3 separate regions of the Mus musculus genome follow, and regions 2 and 3 are each linked to region 1. Evidence: chromatin contacts called from public ChIA-PET and HiChIP or PLAC-seq data. All regions are on one chromosome and are shown on one strand. The core of a region is the stretch at or near the end of the contact, and the rest is flanking DNA. Distances in the headings are between cores, read along the strand shown. Region 1 overlaps Unc5b (unc-5 netrin receptor B). Region 2 holds the start of Pcbd1 (pterin 4 alpha carbinolamine dehydratase/dimerization cofactor of hepatocyte nuclear factor 1 alpha (TCF1) 1). Region 3 overlaps Cdh23 (cadherin 23 (otocadherin)).

The links. ChIA-PET counts read pairs in DNA pulled down with a chosen protein or histone mark. HiChIP or PLAC-seq counts read pairs in DNA pulled down with a chosen protein or histone mark.
Region 2: an H3K27ac HiChIP or PLAC-seq map of acute myeloid leukemia shows a contact between it and region 1, with 4 times the contacts expected there. The contact joins the promoter of Pcbd1 here to the enhancer-like site in region 1. A contact is called at or near these places in 10 of 39 promoter capture datasets (HPC-7-derived erythroid cells, cranial neural crest, embryonic stem cells and 3 more), 5 of 484 Hi-C or Micro-C datasets (bone marrow-derived macrophages and embryonic stem cells), 23 of 115 datasets of contacts at active chromatin or transcription factors (VIP interneurons, acute myeloid leukemia, bone marrow-derived macrophages and 15 more) and 2 of 9 other capture datasets (adipose tissue and pancreatic islet).
Region 3: a contact with region 1 is called in an RNA polymerase II ChIA-PET map of memory CD8 T cells, with 6 read pairs. The contact joins two enhancer-like sites. A contact is called at or near these places in 4 of 39 promoter capture datasets (embryonic stem cells, hematopoietic stem and progenitor cells, liver and 1 more), 6 of 115 datasets of contacts at active chromatin or transcription factors (the NIH/3T3 cell line, effector CD8 T cells, embryonic basal ganglia and 3 more) and 3 of 9 other capture datasets (adipose tissue, embryonic stem cells and macrophages).

Annotation. Positions count from the first base shown.
Region 1 is chr10:60,815,056-60,818,470 of GRCm38.p6, reverse strand. All of the region lies in intron 1 of Unc5b (unc-5 netrin receptor B), which reads left to right. Among named protein-coding and RNA genes, the nearest start is that of Unc5b, 15 kb to the left of the region's middle. RefSeq lists an enhancer at 1,628-3,415. Within about 2 kb of position 1,405, at least 157 of the 459 cell types and tissues checked have an H3K27ac peak or open chromatin away from gene starts, as enhancers often do. A contact at or near this core is called in the NIH/3T3 cell line, VIP interneurons, acute myeloid leukemia and 7 more, where this site is marked.
Region 2 is chr10:61,087,772-61,091,224 of GRCm38.p6, reverse strand. It overlaps Pcbd1 (pterin 4 alpha carbinolamine dehydratase/dimerization cofactor of hepatocyte nuclear factor 1 alpha (TCF1) 1), which reads right to left and starts at 1,894. Exons shown (of 4, transcript NM_025273.4): 1 at 1,809-1,894. The coding sequence starts at 1,811.
Region 3 is chr10:60,379,274-60,382,651 of GRCm38.p6, reverse strand. Cdh23 (cadherin 23 (otocadherin)) reads left to right here. Exons shown (of 71, transcript NM_023370.3): 35 at 154-156; 36 at 3,306-3,378. It also overlaps a transcript of Vsir not described here. Among named protein-coding and RNA genes, the nearest start is that of Gm17455, 19 kb to the left of the region's middle. Within about 2 kb of position 1,306, at least 59 of the 459 cell types and tissues checked have an H3K27ac peak or open chromatin away from gene starts, as enhancers often do. A contact at or near this core is called in the NIH/3T3 cell line and memory CD8 T cells, where this site is marked.

The DNA of each region.
Region 1 (3,415 bases), core at 156-2,655:
GACTTTCCCTACCTGATAGGTGTAGGGTTAGCTTAATAGACTCCACTCCCTTCCTTCATTCCATCAAACACTTTCCATTGTCCCCATAGCCCTGTCACCTGTAGAATTTCCTGAAGAGAGAAAGTGTTATAATGTCTGTTGGCCTCAAATGGCTAGGCACATTTTGAACATGGCATGTTCCCATGGGCACCTCGTGAATGTAAGGGGTGTTGGCAGAAGCGTGGATTCCATAGCTCATGGAGAAGGGCCCTCGCGTCCACATAAGGAAATCTGCTCCACTGTGGAACACTGGAACCCTCAGTTTGACCAGACTGGCAGCTTTTTGTCCTGTGTCCGCTCAGGTGTCCCCTCTTAGAAAGCTTAACAGCCCCATCCATCAGCACCTACCACCACCTGGAGTTCTCATGTGCCTGTACACAGAAGTTCTCTGGTTTAGCTGGCTTTCTCACTCCATGAGGGCAGAGCTGTGTCCCTTGGGAATGGCCCAGTGGCCAGAACAGTGTCCCACACAGAGTAGGCCTCAGTGAACATTTGCTCGCTAAGTGTGTCACTAAGTGTGTCACAGAAGTGTTAGCTAGAATTTGCTAGAGTTCACACGCCTGCTCCCCCCAACCCCGTCTGCATATTTAAGTCTGGCATAGACATTGGGTCTTTGCAAGGCTCCAAGAGATTCTAGCCTGTATTCCCCAACCATGAGCCCCAACAGTGGGCACACAGAGATTCCAGCAACAGTGGCTGTAGGCTGGGTGCTGGGACTTCAGTTCCTTTGTAGTTCTGTCTGCAAAGAAGGCAGAGGGCTGTGATTAGGTATACTCTGGGCCCTCCTGTCCCACCTACATTTTGTCATTCTGGAGATGTCTGTGACCTTACGGCATTCTTTTGTCCCACAGAGCAAACAGTTCCCTAGTGAGGTAACCTTGCCAAACCCTATTAGGAAACTGGTATCCTGTCCGTCTCTCCCAAATAAATGGCAAAGTGCTGTCCAGGGCCCTGTTGCCCCTCTCCTGGTGCCTGAGAGACACCAATGGCTCTGGGCTCCAGCAGTGCCGGCATCTCCTTTTTTCTGGCAACAGAGCTGAGCTGTGTTGGAACCTGTCTCTTCTCCCCTGATAGCACGCAGTTTAAATAAGATCTCCATTTACCAGAAGTTCACACCACAGCTCATGTGTTATATGAGAAGCAGCAATCTCACGTTTGCTGGTGAATGCTGTTCAGGGATGCGATTGGGGTGGTGGGGGTTGGAGTGTGTGTGTGTGGGGGGGGAAGCATCACAGAGAGGGGACGTGAGGAAGGAGGGACTCCAAGCTGTCAGCCCAGCCCCAGCGCTGGCAGTGCCAGGCTCCTCTTGGCTCGGTGTGGGGCTGCTGGGGGAGGTGCCAGGGCTCTGTGAGCTGACCTCAGGCTGCTGGAAGGCTCGGAGCCGGATGGGCGCATGATGTCACCACCACTTCCGCCTGTTGGCACTCCCAGCAATGCACTGGGTCATTTACACGTCTTCAGTCTGTTAGGAAGAGACTCTTGGTGAGGGAGATTTATTGGTTGCCTCTGCCTTCCTTAGAAGCCTTTGTTAGGAACCTAATAAGGAAGGCACTTGGTGGCTATAGAGAGACCCCCCCCCCACACTCTGAGTCTCTCCTCCCCACATCCCGGGGCCACGTAAAAGTGAATAAGCAAATTCTAGTTGCAGGGTGTCTTCCAGCCTAGGTAGGAAGTGGGTGGCATGACCCTGCTTATGCAGAAGGGGAAACTGAGGCAGTAGCAGTTTGAGCACGTTGGAAGCAAGGCTTGCAGTCTTGTGCCTGGATCCTCTGGGCTGACAGGCAGGTTGCTAACTGCATTTCTAAATGCTGCTGGAGTCTGATCTCTTCCAGAGCATTAGTTTATTACAACGACCAGGATGCTCTATGATCTGGAGGTAGATTGGTGCCTCAGTTTCCCCCAAAGTAAACCAAGAGCTGGCTTTGGCTGTCTTTCAGCAAAGTAAGGCCCTTCAGCCTTTCCTTGCAGGTTTCCAAGTAGCCACACTAAGGAGATGGGTGGTGGGGGGAAAGAAGGTCCTGTGGTCACCTCATCACAGGGTCCGTGGTCCAGGCTGATGCACCTGTAATAAATATCGAGCTGACAGTTGTTAAGCCGCATCCCTGACCTCTGAATAAATAAAAAGCTGCTTAGAATAACAGCCCCGGAAAATGCTGGAGGTTCCTGCTCACTCTCAGTTTCCCTTCCACTGGCCAAACCTGTTTGCCTGGACACCCACCCACTCCCATTGTCTCCCCTCCCCTGTGGCTCCTCAGGCCCCTGTCCATCACTTCAGCCCCAAGGGCAGCCACTGCCTGGCCTGGCTTTTGTTCACAGCTCTGTAGTCTGTCCAGAGCTCCTTGCTCCTTCAGCAGCCAGAGCAGCTAATAGGGAAACAGCTCTGCAGCTGACAGCTGAGAGACAGGCCAGCCAGGCCTCCCTGGGGCTGGGGGTGGGGCACAGAATAGATGCCCTCTGGTTCAGTCTTCAGAACCTTGCTGGCATTTCCTTCTGTGGCTCTGTCCCTGTGATATGAACCGGGCTACTGCCTCTGGCAGAGGTCACCAGGAAGTTAAAATCTGGGCCCCCAGCTGGCTCCCAGGATGCCCCAGAGCACATGGGCACCATTTGATGTTCTGTGAATATTGTATGTGAGCTATCTGTGTCTCCTGGCTTTCTCATTACAGGTAGTTCAGGTTCTCAGGAGCTGTTAGGTAGAGTCATAGAATGTCAGATGTGGAAAAGACAGACAAGAGCCGGAAAGCCCATTTTATAGCGAAGGGTACTGAAGCCTTGGGCAGTGAGCACTTCAGACTACTGTTCAAAGTTCACAGTGGCAGATCCTGGGTTTGAACAGGAACCTGAGGCCTGTGCCCTTGATCCTGACCCAAGGGAAAGGCCCAGGAGAGCCCTGGCCCGGCCAGGGAATCCATCACAGGTAAACAGTGCCCACCAGAAATGTGCCTTCCACACTGGAGCCTGGGGTTTTGCTCAGAGTGTCCTAGGGGTCCTAGTGCTCCTCCGTGGCCTTCTTGGGGCTTCTGGGTCCTGCCTTTGTGTGGTATTTTCTTCTAGGTTGGGGAGGGGAGGTAAGTGTCCTAGAATTTGCAGTAGAACTTGCGTGGGGTTTCTGGGGTGCAGGAGCACAGCTAGCCAGGGGGCCCAGCTAGTCTTGTGACTCAGACAGCCCTGCCATTTAGGGATTGCTAGGTCTGGTTGTCCTTGGGAATCTCGGTCCCTCTCCCGTCTCTGTTGGGGGAGGTGAGAATTTAGAGCCAGGGTGGGGTGGGGGTGGGGGTGGGGGTGGGGGTTGCGGTTACAGGATGTGGCATCTAGTCCTTTCCGGGTAGATTGCATTCCTCCCTGTCTGGCCCAGAAAGTCCCCCCCCCCCCATGT
Region 2 (3,453 bases), core at 645-3,144, 270 kb before region 1:
CTTGCTCCCAGAGCCTCACAGATGCTTGCCTGCCTTCATCTTTCCAAGACAGCACACCATGGAGTCCCCAAGGTGGTTAGAGCAAAATTCAGCCCAATTCGAACACATTACATGTTCTTCCTGGCATCCCCATTTTTCTGCATTCCCTCTCTATGCTCCATCCCCACACCCATTCTGCAATGTTCAGGTGTTCTAGAGGAGAAACAGGCCTAGACAAAGGGGATGTGAGTGCTCTGCTCTTCCGGCCAGTCATCCTCAGTCAGGAATGAACTGACTCAAGGTGTGGTCTCTTAGAGCTATAGCCCTGGGGTGGGATGCAGAAACCCATTCAAACCCATTCCCAGATGAGTCTCTGCCACCTCCTCCTCGCCCCTGTATAGTCCACAGCTGTCAGGGTGAGGCTCTCAGGGTGGCTGTCTTAGGAACCTAGGACCACAGGGCCCAGACTCAAAATGGAAGTAGTCTGTCAAGGGCACCTGGCATGCTCATTACCCTGTTATACAAAGTGCCCACGGTGTGATCCCCCAGCACATACCAGGTCAGGTCCTGAGTGGACCCCTGGAAAACAGAAGTTAGTGTCTGTTCTGTCCTCTAGAGGAACGTGGGGCCCTGAGTCTAACAAGCTAGGATTGTGAAAGAGAATCACCCAGGGATACAGTGTTCAACTGACAAGGACTCAAATTTGGCTTGGGGAGCAGGAGGAAGGTGAACTGTGTCCTGCAAGCCACCCATCGTTTCCATACCCTGGGGTGGGTATCGAAATGGCCCTTTGGCTTCATGAGTGAAGGGATGAGACCCACTCCTTAGACCAAGAGATGCCAGTGGAAATACTTCAGTAGCAAGGTTATCAAGTGAAAGTCAGCTTCATTAAAAAAAAAAAAAAAAACAAAAAACCAACACTTCCTAGAACAAGAACATCTGTGACAGTTCTCAGGCCAGCAGTGGGGCCTACAGAACCAACACCAGTGTGTGTGTGCTCTCAGAAACAAGGGGCTCCAGCTCAGTGCAGAGATCTGCTCTGTGGTTAATGAAGGGGGTGGGGGACTTCCAGCATTGACCCTTCAGTGGGTGATAAGCGGGACACTTGTAACCAGGCAGCCAGGTATCAACAGGGCTCCACTCTTTAGAATTTTCCAGAACCAACTTTCAGGCTGACAATGCTCTGAACTCAGGTCAGAGGGGTAAGGGCCTTATTTGCTTAGGGAAGCTCTGTCAGCTTGTTAGTGTGGGCTGAGCGATTACTGATTATCCAAGCCTGTGGTGTCTTTGGGCCCAATGACTCTTCCCAGGCCTCAGCTGCCAAAACACCCTCCTATCCCTGATCGAGTACAGAGAACCCGAACCACGCTATTTGGTAAGGGTTGCAGGGAGGTCTAGGGGCTCCTTTCCTAGGGACCTACCTAAGATCCTGACCCACCACCACGCCAAGGTGGGACACAGCACCCTATCTAGGTGTTAGGGCGGGGCTTAAGGCCAGGGACAGCACTGGGTGCAGAGAGAACTGAACACCACCCCCACCCCCACCCCAATCTGGCAAGCCTGTAGGGCCAGGCAGCGCCACGGAGACTTGCCTTGCTGCCACACCCCGCCAGCAGACTAGGCCTGGGAGTTGGGACAGGCTAGGTTTCCAGGCCCACCGCCACCGCCCCCAAGGGAGGCCAGGCGACTCTAGCCCGGCTGGATGGCGCTGCAGGAGGCTCAGCGTGGCCCGCGCCCCCAGCATCGGAGCCCTAGTCGTCTCTCCACACCACCCCCCGCCCCCCACTTCCTGGTCTCCTCTCAGGGTCCACCAGACTTCCTGCGCTTACCATGTCCAGTGCGGGAAGCAGGTGGCGGCAGCGAGGGAGAGAGCAGCGGGCAAGCAGCAGGCCACCGCGGGGGCGGGGCAGAGATCCGGTGGCCGCGGGTAATAATTAACATGGGTCCTCCTTGCTCCACGCCCTTGCAATGCTTTCCATGCCCTGTGCTCTGTGAGCATGGCTGCGTGATGGGCTCCAGGGCAAAAGCTTTGACATCTCAGTACCTCTGCTCCCTCTCTGCCAGAGGACTCTGGGCACCAGACTGCCTGACCTATTGTTACAGTAACAACGACAACAAAAGCCACCCAGATAAATGTCACATACACTGGACTGCACATATATAAAGTGCACAGTTTTAACCATCTTAACAGAACAGAAGACTTTTTTAAAAAAGATTTATTTATTATATATAAGTACACTGTAGCTGTCTTCAGACACACCAAAAGAGGGCATCAGATCCTATTACAGATGGTTGTGAACCACCATGTAGTTACTGGGAATTGAACTCAAGACCACTGGAAGAGCAGCCAGTGCTCTTAACCACTGAGCCATCTCTCCAGCCCAATAGAAGATATTCTAAAGGGACTCAACGTATCCCTCCTTTGGGCTATCAGGCTATTGAAACAATGGAACCCAAGAAATCAGAATTTCTTCCAGGAAAGGCATGGTATGAAAAGGAAAAACTAAGGTCTGGTGCCAGCCAGAGAAGAAACTTGTCTACTGGAAAGATTTCACACCATTCTGGCAATTTGCCAGGCCACCTTGTTTAGTAAGGTATTCCTCTTGCCCGCTGTTTAACCTTGAGCCGTAGATTAGGTCCCAGTGGACAGACTTGGAGGCTCATGGACCCCTTCATTTCTCTTCCCAGTAAAGCTGTATTGAGTAAATCACCTTGCTTGCTGTTTTAATCACTGTTTTAATTTTTAAGATTTATTTGTGTGTGTGTGTGTGTGTGTGTGTGTGTGTGTGTGTGCGCGTGCGCATTTGTGTGGGTGCATGGATTTATGTGTACTGTGTGCTGTATGCATGTAGATGCCATGGAGGCCAAAAGGGAACATTGCATCCCCTGGAATTGCACTTAGGTGTTGTTGTGAGCTGCCTCATATGGGTACTGGAGCCAAATTCAGATTCTCTGCGAGAGCAGTAAGCGCTCTGAGCCCTCTCCACAGCACCTCTGCTGTGACTTGTCTCTTTCGTTGGCATATAGAGAGTAGTGGGTGAGCCCTGCTTGTTAGGACTGCCAGGGTCCAGGCTCTGACCCTAATAACTTCAGTGACATGGAGGGACATGTGCTTCTCTTAGGAATCCATCAGCAGGATTAGGAACACCTCTCCCTGTGCCACCAGATAGCCTCTCTCTTCCAGGGCTCCCCCTAAGCCAATGCTCTTCAATTGCTGGCAAGCAGGTTGCATTTTCTAGACATCCCCATGGCCCCATGCATTGAAACCATTTAGTTTATACTTACCTTTGAAGTCCATTCATGTTCTATGTACCATTAGTTGATTCTTTTCTTTCTTTTTTTTTTTTAAAGATTTATTTATGTATAATGAGTGCTCTATCTGCATGTACACCTGCATGCCAGAAGAGGGCATCAGATCCCATTATAGATGATTGTGAGCCACCATGTGGGTGCTGGGAAATGAACTCAGGACCT
Region 3 (3,378 bases), core at 57-2,556, 440 kb after region 1:
GAGTGGGTCCTGGGTGGCAGCTCCGCCCCCACCCAATATTCCCCAGCACCTGACCCATGGGCAGTGGGTGGAAGGTACCAGGCCAGCCAGTAACCATCTATATCTGTTTTCTCTCCCTTCCTGTTCCTGCCCCTGCTCCCGCTGTGCCTACAGAAGGTGAGTTAGCCCATGAACTGCCTCGTACCACTGGTGGTGCACAGACCTTCCCTGGAGATAGGGCCCACAGGGCAGAGGGCTGTCCAGTTGGTGCAGAGAAGAAAGGTGATTGCGACCAAGCCTGGTGACCTTGGTCTGGTCCCTGGGACCCACACGGTAGAAGAGAACCGACTCTAAGTCATCCTGTGACCTTCACAAGATGCCATGCCCCGTGTTCACGCTTACCCGCCCCCATCCATACTCACCCAGCCACCCCAACACACACTAAACCAATCAACGGTGTAAAAAGAGGGGAAACATAAACATTTACAGCAGGGCTTCCTCTCAGACCTCTGCTGCCCACCCATTCTCCTCTCCCAAGCTGTGTCCTCCATGGTCCATCCATTCCCTAAGGAATCATGAGACAGAAGTGCAGTAATAAAGAAATACTTGGAACATACCCAGAAAGAGACCTGAGGGCTCCTCAGAGGCTGTGTGACAAAGCAAAGCTACTTAGCCTCTCTGTGTGCTTCCCCTGCCCCCCCTAAAGAGAGAATCCTGCCAGCAACCTTGCCCTCCTCAGAAGGGATGGCAGATCTCAGGAAGAGAGACATGGAAAGGAGGGTATTCAGGGCCAGCACCCAGGGAGGTCTTGGCATGGTAGCTGTGTCCACAGGGTGAGCCCCACTGCCAAGACTGTGTGCTCAGGAGTGTCAGACAGAGCCCCCAGAAGGACTGGGCCTGAGGGTGGAGTTCAGCAGGTTGGGGGTGGGGCAGAGCAGAGGTAGGGGGTGTGAATGGGGCTTTGACCCACACACACTTAGCTTTCTTTAACTCCTGGGGCAGCAGACAAGTACACCACATCCTAAATCTCCCAGCAGGAAACTTAGCAGATATGGGTAGCAGACCTTAGCATCTTCCTCGGTATCGTGGGCCCCCGCTGCCCTTCGGCCCTCGGTGGCTGCTGGGTATCCCATGAGAGCGTGGTACCACTCTGGCATCCGGGCAACCCTTTCTGATGTGGATGACAGGAACTTCAGACTCTCTCCCCCACTCAGCTCTCTTCCAAGAAGCAAAACCTGTTTCATGCCCCAGATACCCAGCCCAGTTGGCCCCCGTGCTGTTTGAGTTGCTACAGTGCACGTACAAAAGGCCTTTAAAGGTGGTACAATTTCCTTTCCAGGGCCAGTAGCCAAACCACAGCTCACCTCCACCTGACTCCTTCCTGCTTCAGCAATGGGGTGGGGGGAAAGGCCGGAAGGAAGTCTCAGCTATAGGAGCTCCTGGGTTGTATACTGGGGGATGGGGGATGGGCAGGGAGGTGAGGTTCTGAGGCTGGGAGCTGGAGAAGGCCTCCATCCTCTCTTCACCTACCAGAGCTGGCTCCCTTCTCCCCCCACACCCCTATCACCACCAGAAAGTAGCAACCACAGCACCACCATTGACTGACTATGCCAGGCCCAGCCTGTGCTGGCTGGGCTCCTGATGCAGCAGAAACCCACAGCAGATTTAACCCTGCCTGCAAGGCAAGAGCTAGATTCAGGTGGGGAGGGGACCCTATCACAGCGTCACTATGACATAATGTCAGGGAACGCTGGGGTGGGCTTGCCTAAAGTCACTCAGGCTGACCAGGGGTTAATGCAGCCAACAGGGAAAGGTTTGTTTGTTTGTTTGTTTGTTTGTTTGTTTGTTTGTTTTTCTGGCACAGGGAACAGGGTATACATAGGTCCTGTGGTGTGAGGACCCTAACTGACCAAAGAATTTGAAGGGCCAGTTACACACACACACACACACGCACACGCACGCACGCACGCACGCACGCACGCACGCATGCATGTACGCACACAGGACAGCTCACTCTGTCTGGTTTGGCTCTGAGCATGGGGTATACTAGCTATCACTGTTTCCATTTCCCATAGCAACTTGCTTCCTTAGCAGACTCAGACTACTTATTCCCTGGTAGATAAGTACAGGCCTATGGAGAAAGGCTGAGTGTCCATCAGACAGGAAGAGGAGGGGTAATGGAGATTACTATACACCACCTGTACCCGTGCTTGCTCATTTCCTGCTTCCTACATCCAGTGCTCAAGTCTTCTTGGTTCAGAAGTTTTCCGCTGAGAAAATGGAAAACCAGAGAGGTCGAGTAACTATGTGTAAAGTCACACAGCCAGCCATGGAGGAATTGACACCCCTACCACCACCCCCAGCTTCTGACATCAGCCTGATGCTTGGGGGGAGAGTCTTGGGGGGACTGAAACCAGGCAAGGCAGCCTGATTTGAGGTTGGGCACAGTGGCTTTCTTCTGTAAGATGGAAAGGGTCCCTAAGGACCATGAGCACTGTGCATACCAAAAGGCTGTCAGCTATGGGATCCAGAAATCACGGCCCTCAAAAGGATGGTGAGGACTGGCCTGGGGTGAGTAGAGCAGCTTGAAGCAGTTCTTAAAACCCAGGCTACCTCCCAACCTGCCCCTGGCAGTGAATGTAGCCGTGTGTGTAGTCTCTATGGCCTATGATCTTCCTGGGGCTGGTGGTCACACCCACAGTGACCCTTCTCTCTTCCCGTTCCTGGTGCTCTTCTCCACCCGAGATCCAGGCCTCAGACTTGAAAGAAAATGCTGTTTCCTGGAGTTTCCTTCCCCACCGGGTCACAGTAGCCTCCTGCTCCTGGCCTGATCCTCTCTCTTTAATACAGAACTGTGGACAAGAAGGCTGAAATCTGGCCAGCAGCTGCTTCAACCAGCCAGCAGCCCAGGATTCTCATTTCTGTGATTCATCGTCTTATTTCATATAAGAATCTGAACTCCTTAATCATGCTGAAAAACAGGAAGTGATGCCAGCCAGTGCCAGGGGGCTATTCCAGGCCTTCATTCCCATGAGCTGGAACCCAGCTGTCCAGCTGTCCCTGTCCCTCCCTGTACCATATTAGACAGTCTTCACTGGCCCCTCTCTTTGCTGTTCTGGCCCTGTGATACGTGTGCAACACCACACACACACACGCACGCACGCACACACACACACACACACACACACACACACACACGGATATTGCTCAGAGAAGGTGGGATGGAGCTTGGGACTTGAAGGTTTGCTCAAGGCCCCTGCTGACCTCATGACCTAAGGATATTTTGGAGAAGGAGGCAGGAGGTGGCTGAGTGTGTCTGCCCCCAGGTCTACATCACCGTTCTGGATGAGAATGATAACAGCCCACGCTTCGACTTCACCTCGGACTCAGCCATCAGTG